Regions from separate parts of the Mus musculus genome. Here region 2 is linked to region 1. Evidence: chromatin contacts called from public HiChIP or PLAC-seq data. All regions are on one chromosome and are shown on one strand. The core of a region is the stretch at or near the end of the contact, and the rest is flanking DNA. Distances in the headings are between cores, read along the strand shown.

Region 1 (3,461 bases), core at 452-2,951:
CAGTTAGACAGTTTCTCAGGCTTATCCAAAGCTCAGAATGTATTATTGACATACTTGACAGGTGCCATCTACGTCGTGTATCATGTCAACTGTGCCTTCTCACCCAACAGTGTGCCTGTCCTTTCTGAGTTCTCTGCAAGTGAAACCTAACAGAACCTCTGCCACTTTCTAACTAGAGAGAACTATATTGCTAAGGCAGAAGAATGATCTGTCTGTCTGTCTGTCTCTTCTCTATCTCGCCCTACCCCTCCCCCCACCTGTAAGATTTTAGCTGCTGTTGCTCACCTTCCTCTCAAAATATGCCTTCAAGGCAGACCTCTTGGTACCTGACCTGGTCTAGGAAGCGGTGTGATCTTGGTCAGCTACATGGAAGAGCAGAGATGGTTGCAGTGCCATTAGCTAGCATCAGATACAGATGTGCTCTTCCAGCCCGGAGTAAAGATTTGTCCCACAAAGGGACATCTGAGCTTCAAAACCGTCCTTTCCCCGGAAGTCATTCTGGGAGCTTGTGACATACCAGGTACCCATGGATTGCGTGGAACCTGTGGGCTCAGTGGTTATCACCCCACCCTTCGCACCATTCTGTGTGCCTTCTTGGTTCCACATCACGGGACATGGTGGGCAGAGTGGTGTGCTTTGGATAAAATGCCCAATGACCTCTATTTCCATAGACATGCGGTGTTCTGTCTCACTGGAGCAAGAGTATTGAGCAGGGATATTATAAAATTTTGACAGAAGATTAATTACTTTTAAAATGAAGGGAGTGTGATGTAATCTTTCTTTGATAGTGATTTATGGGCTACCTCAGGTCATAGTGAAGCCAGGGAGTCTTGGTCACAAGTATTGATCTTCTACAAAGGCCTTCTCTTTAAACAACACTTCCTGACAAGGTGTTCCAGACAGTGTTAACGGGGCTAGCTAAGGTGTTTTGTCCTTTTGTTTTTACCAGGAATGTAATATATCCTCAGTATACTACAACAATGATGCTCTCATACTCACTGGTCAATGCTACAGGTAGAACATTCAAGCATCAGCCCTGGGTAATTAGGTAACTGAGGGCTGGGGAGATGCTAGGTTACTAAAATGTTTGCTTTGAAATGTAAGGACTTGAGTTCAACTCCCAAGGCCCAAGCTTAACTTTTTTTTTTTTAAGTTATGCATGGTAGCACATACTTGTAATCCCAGCTCTGGGGAACTAGAGACATGTGGGTCCCTGGAGCTCACCAACGACTTCTTCTAACCTACTTAGAAAGTTCCAGGCCAATGAGGACCAACACCCAAGGTCATCATCTCACCTCCACATGGGCGTGCAGCTACACACACAAACCACGCATACACAGAGAAGTTTGCTAATCAAACATGAGCAGATTTAGAAGGGATACCCGGCCATCTGCAACTAGATCTTTGTGTCTGTCAGTATGTTATTTGGATGACTTGACAGCGGTAGAATCTTTTGTGTGTGTGTGTGTGTGTGTGTGTGTGTGTGTGTTGTCTGTAAATTTTTAGTCAGCCATCGTTTCCAGAACCCTGGGAACCATCATGCCTGGAAAGGCAGACTCAAGGTACTGCTAGGCTCTTAGCATGAAATGCCACTGAGATGATCAAGATGCCGCCTACCAAAATGTGTCATTTCCTGCCCCTTTTCTTCTCCTTATCTGTTTGAACTCAAATCCTGGAGCTCATGTTCACGTGGCCCAGGGTCAGGTGCAGACATCTGGCAACTTCACAGTCAGTGGTGAAGGTGAAGAAACCTGAGAGCATCTAGGGAGAGGGATGCAGGCTGACTAGCTTTCATAAATGTCCTCTGTAGGGAGGTTTCCCCAGCCACTGCTTCTCTCCCTTTTTAGATCCCTGCTCTGAACAGTGTTTTGTTGGTCTTTGCCGGGGTCTACAAAGCATCACACATGTAAAGGAGGCTGCATAATTCAGAGCAGAACAGACTGCCTGTGTGATCTTGGTTAATTCACTTAAATCTCTGTGAAAGGACACTCCTGTAGAATGTTCCTAACTGGTGCTATATTAATTCATGAGGAACATAACAAATTAATATCAAAGTTCTAGCTCAAATATTTGAAACGTGGTTAGTGTTCAGACATATTGAAACCTAATTGGTGTTCAGATATCATCTTAAGTCTCAGATACAAAATTATCTATACTGTTTTGTTTTGTTTCTAAGAAGTCTTGGTATATATCCCAGGCTTGTATTGGACTCAACAATCCTCCTGCCTCAGCCTCCTGAGTGCTGGGTGACAGGTAAGCCAGATTCAGGTGTACTGTTTTTAATATGTTATCTGTAAAGGAGATCATTAACTCTTTGTTCTAGGCAGAACTAAAGTAGATGGTCTCTCTGGTCTCTCTTGGGTTTAATACAATATGCATGACAGCCTGATTTCTTTGCATGTGACAGTAAACAAGGTCTTCATTTGCCTTGTCCCTATTTCCACCAACAGATTGCCCAGGTAAGACTTAGCAAGGGCTCACTAAATGTTGGTTGGATTGAATTGATTTATTCACAGCAATAAACGCATCACACTGTCTAAATTAATGTTTCTCTCCCCTATAACATACATCTGCCCAAATACTCCGAGTCGTAGAGACCTTCTAGCAGAGAGCCTAATGATGGGGCCCATCTGTCTCCAGCAGACTGTCCTGGAAGGGAGCACCTCTATCTACTGCAATGATGCCAGGAAGCTGGTTACTACACAGTAGCCTACCTCTGTAAGGGGGCAATAGGGAGCATATGTCTAAAACATGGTGTGCTAAAATGCTTCAAATATTCCCAGGGTTCTGGAATATTGGATTTAGAACAATGTGTTTTGTAACCAAAGAACCAAATGGTTAATTTCCAGTAGGGTGTTAATCTATGTTATGAACAAAGCTCTCTTGACTATCATTTTGAAACTAAGAGTTTAAAGAGCTGTAGGTGTATGTAGCCAAATGGTAGCAGACTTGCCTAGCCTATACAGGAGCCCAGACTTGAGTGCTTACTAGAACTGAAGGTGATTTCTTGGAAACTGTAAACTAAAAACTGTGTATACAGAGGAGACTTGTGACCTGCTATAAAACACTGTTCATTAATGTGCTGTGTACTGAACTCAGCACCTCAGCGTGCTAGACAGCCCTCTACCACTGACCCTCTGCGAAACTTCCTTTGTGCTATCACAGGGGGAATGTATTCATAACTTGATAAGATAATAAGATAATCTGTCTGAACAATGAGTGTCCTGTTTAATGCCAGCACAAGATGATACTTCATACATTTTAAAGATGTATGTATGGCTAATGTTCTGTGATTGTAAAACTTCTGAAAACTGGTATTATCGAGAGTTTCAAAAGTATTTAAGCAAAATGTCTATCAAATTACCTTCCAGACTAAATTAATGTCGTATAAGTCCAGTCCACTTAGTTTTTGTTAGCTTGGTACTTCCTTTGTAGTATTTTTAGTTAGAGGTGCGTATGAA
Region 2 (3,315 bases), core at 495-2,994, 150 kb before region 1:
TATACTGAAATTGTATTTGTTGGAAAGTGATTTAAATCATCTTTCTGGCGAGCAATTTAAGTAGAGGCCAACGTGTCTGTGTGTGAGGGTGGGGTGGGGTGTGGCTTTAAGCATGGTCACGTGGTGGTGACACAGGTAGGATGTGTGCTCTGATTCCTCTGGACAGTGCTGAGTGCAGACTAATCGGAGAATTTTAGTGATCACAAATTCCCAGGCCGTGGCCTGTCAGCAGGAGAGCACAGAACTGGAAAAGGCAGAGCGCAGACCCTGTGTTCAGCGGCCTTCACAACAGGCCCTGTACACGGCTGGTTATGGATTCCACATCTCCTAGTGCTTGACCAACAATGAATACAGTGAAACCAGCTGACTCGGCATTAAAGGTTTCTAATGTGAAGGATATTTGTTAGTTCATTCAGTTATATGTAGTACAAAAGCAGAAAAGCCCTGCTTAATTAGCATGTATTAATCCCTCGAAAAGCACACACACACACACACACACCATACATTCATGCCCATGCATGCAATATACACAGATGATGTCTGGCCTCTTTGTTTCCAGAGTCCTCTGGGCACCACCAACCTCAGTACCACCACAGGAACAACAAGTTCTGCTTACCAGCTGGTGTCCTAGTATTCAGCCATGACACTTGAGGAGAGCATTTAACAAACACACTAAGTACTGTTGAAAGATTTGTACCTCTTCCTGTCTCTTACTCTCCATGATTTTGTTCCAGAAAGTTACCAGGGTACACATTCATGGGTCAGTAGATCAGTTTGCAAAATCTTAATTCTGTGAGAACACCACGGTCAAGTACATACATAGCAGCTAAATCGAAGAAGAAAAGAAAAACCATCCTCCCTGAAAAGTATTTTCAAATGTGGTGTAAATATAATGTATTGCCAAATTCCATAGTCTGGACAGCATAAGTTGTCAATAATGTACAGCTAACCCAGAAATAGAAAGCAAAATTAAAAAGCCAGCATGTTTTTTATGAAAACTAGGAGAGTATCAGTCATCATAATGAAACCCTAAACCAAATCTACATCGTAGGGGTGGAGAACATTGTCATTTATAATGGTGCGAGTGGAAAATGAACTAACCCAAACGTGAGCCCCAGATCATTCGTCAGCAGCACCCATGATCTACATTTAACATAGATTTCACAACAGTACCATTCATAACAAAGTCTGAGAATTGAAACAATTCCTAAGTAATACTTAGGGTTTTTGTTTGTTTGTATGTTTGTTTTTGTTTTTAGACAGGAACTTCCTGTATAGCCCAAACTGGCCTTGAACTCAAAATCCATCTGCCCTGACCTTCCGGAAGCTGGAGTTGTGTGTGTGTGTGTGTCCTAACACCTGGCACAGGTCGATTTTAGTAGTAGCATCTCCCAGTTATTCCCTCTGTGTGCAGAAAGAAATAGACTCTAACCAGCACTGTGCTCTCAGTGTGAAGGATGTGGGCTTCCGAGTGGGGATAAGTAGCCTTGTACCCACAAAGGCATTCAGAAATCCAGCGTTCCCAGGGGGGAGTAAGAGGAAGTCGAGTTTTGAAAATATGTATGAGAATTCTAAGGTAACCCCACAGCTTCCAGAAGAACTGGCATCCCCCTTTTCACCCTGGCCTAAAATAAACTGTGCCTGGTGGTGTTTATTGAATGACTTCTTCGGGTCAGGCGAGTTACCAGCCTGTCTGTCTCTGTGGTTATCATTGAATTGAATTAGTAATTCTTTTTATAGCCAAGGGAAAGTCCCAGCGAGTGCAGTGTTTGAAGTCATGAAGCAAGGAAGGAGGGAGTGTCCGCTCTAACCCTAGTCTTTACCTGAGGTGAACTAGTAAACCCTTAGGTGTAACCTGCATAGCACACAGGTAAGATGCAGTGAATGCGCGTGGAGCGAGCAAGTGGCAGGATCTCAAGTGAGGCTGAAGCTACTCCTGGCTAAGGAAATGGAGCAAGGGCTGGGAGGAGGGGACATGGGGTAGTGACACAGGAGATGATCGGAAGATGAAACAAAACCACCCAACCCATGTAGCAGAGTGGTGTGTAGCAGACTAGGAAACTGGAACACTCATATATTCTTTGCCAAATAGATCTACAAAATTCACTACAAAAATCCTGGTTGAGGGGATGGGGCAGCAGGATGGCTAAGCAGGTAAAGACTCTTGTACAAGTTTTGACAACTTGAGTTCAATCCTGGGATATCAGGGGTCTTTTTCATCCAGGAATTTATGACTATGTTGTTGACATCTCCTGAGAATAAAAAATATTAATACGTCTGTTTACTCCAGATAGGGCACCATTGAGAGACCAGTGAACGATTTCAGCCAGTTTGGTAAGCCAGTGAGCTGCTTAGAGATTATGGTATTTAGCGGACATTTATTTAAACATGTTTATATGTTGGCTAGACAGTGTGGCTAGTTCAGGCCATTACGTTTAGTCTTATCATCTTTACAATAATGTATATAGCGTATTTTTTTTAAAGTTTAAGAAAAGGTTGTCTTGTATTGACTTGAAGTATCTACTTTCATTTTATGTTTTTCTTTTGAGTCACTGTGGAACCCTTGAGGCAAAAGGAAAAACATTATTTCATGGTGAATACATGTGAATGTCTGTATTTGAAAATCCCTCTATATTGGAGACTGGCTTCGCCCTTGTTTACCCAGAGTGTTAGTAATCTAAGTGTGTATACATGTCACTGGCTAATCCAATGTGAATGTATGTATTAGAACACCATTATATCTCCTAATTGTTTGAGCATTCTATTCAGAGAGCCTGACTTGAATTAGTGTCAGAAACATTTCTAACACAGAGTAGACTCTGTTTTGAGTGTGTGTGACATGAACACATCACATCATGACTGTAGCTGTGTCCTTTTCTGCAAATCAATGATGTTGTATACCCAGCCATTGCTTGCACCACTTGTAAGACAGATTTTAGCTACTCAGACCCAGGACCTTTGCTTCCTGCCAGATCCCCTACCCAAAAATTGAGAACGGCTCTATATGTTTACCATTGTCACTTCAGAACATATCACTGTGTCTGGAAAGCCCTCATTGCCAGGGCAACATGTAGCTCTGTGATTACACGATATGCTAGGGATGTGAATTCATGTATGTTGCCATCCGGAGAAGCTCAGAACCCTAGGTTTGTAGGCTGCTAAGCTGGTGTTCATTTCTGCGGCCCCATCATCCAGCAGGGGTGGGGACCAGACAGCTGCATCTTGCTCCGTGTGAGCTTGGGATATGCGTGCAGGCATGCAGGTGTGATGTAATTTATGGATCCGTCTCTCTGCACTTGTAAGCAGAAAGCACGC

What was found. HiChIP or PLAC-seq counts read pairs in DNA pulled down with a chosen protein or histone mark.
Region 2: a BATF HiChIP or PLAC-seq map of CD8 T cells shows a contact between it and region 1, with 5 read pairs. The contact joins two enhancer-like sites. A contact is called at or near these places in 2 of 484 Hi-C or Micro-C datasets (the N1E-115 cell line and embryonic fibroblasts) and 2 of 115 datasets of contacts at active chromatin or transcription factors (CD8 T cells and cardiomyocytes).

The regions. Positions count from the first base shown.
Region 1 is chr3:51,757,916-51,761,376 of GRCm38.p6, reverse strand. All of the region lies in intron 2 of Maml3 (mastermind like transcriptional coactivator 3), which reads left to right. Among named protein-coding and RNA genes, the nearest start is that of Gm46803, 52 kb to the right of the region's middle. Within about 2 kb of position 1,701, at least 20 of the 459 cell types and tissues checked have an H3K27ac peak or open chromatin away from gene starts, as enhancers often do. A contact at or near this core is called in CD8 T cells, where this site is marked.
Region 2 is chr3:51,904,505-51,907,819 of GRCm38.p6, reverse strand. All of the region lies in intron 1 of Maml3 (mastermind like transcriptional coactivator 3), which reads left to right. Among named protein-coding and RNA genes, the nearest start is that of Gm46803, 200 kb to the right of the region's middle. RefSeq lists an enhancer at 1-249. Within about 2 kb of position 1,744, at least 49 of the 459 cell types and tissues checked have an H3K27ac peak or open chromatin away from gene starts, as enhancers often do. A contact at or near this core is called in CD8 T cells, where this site is marked.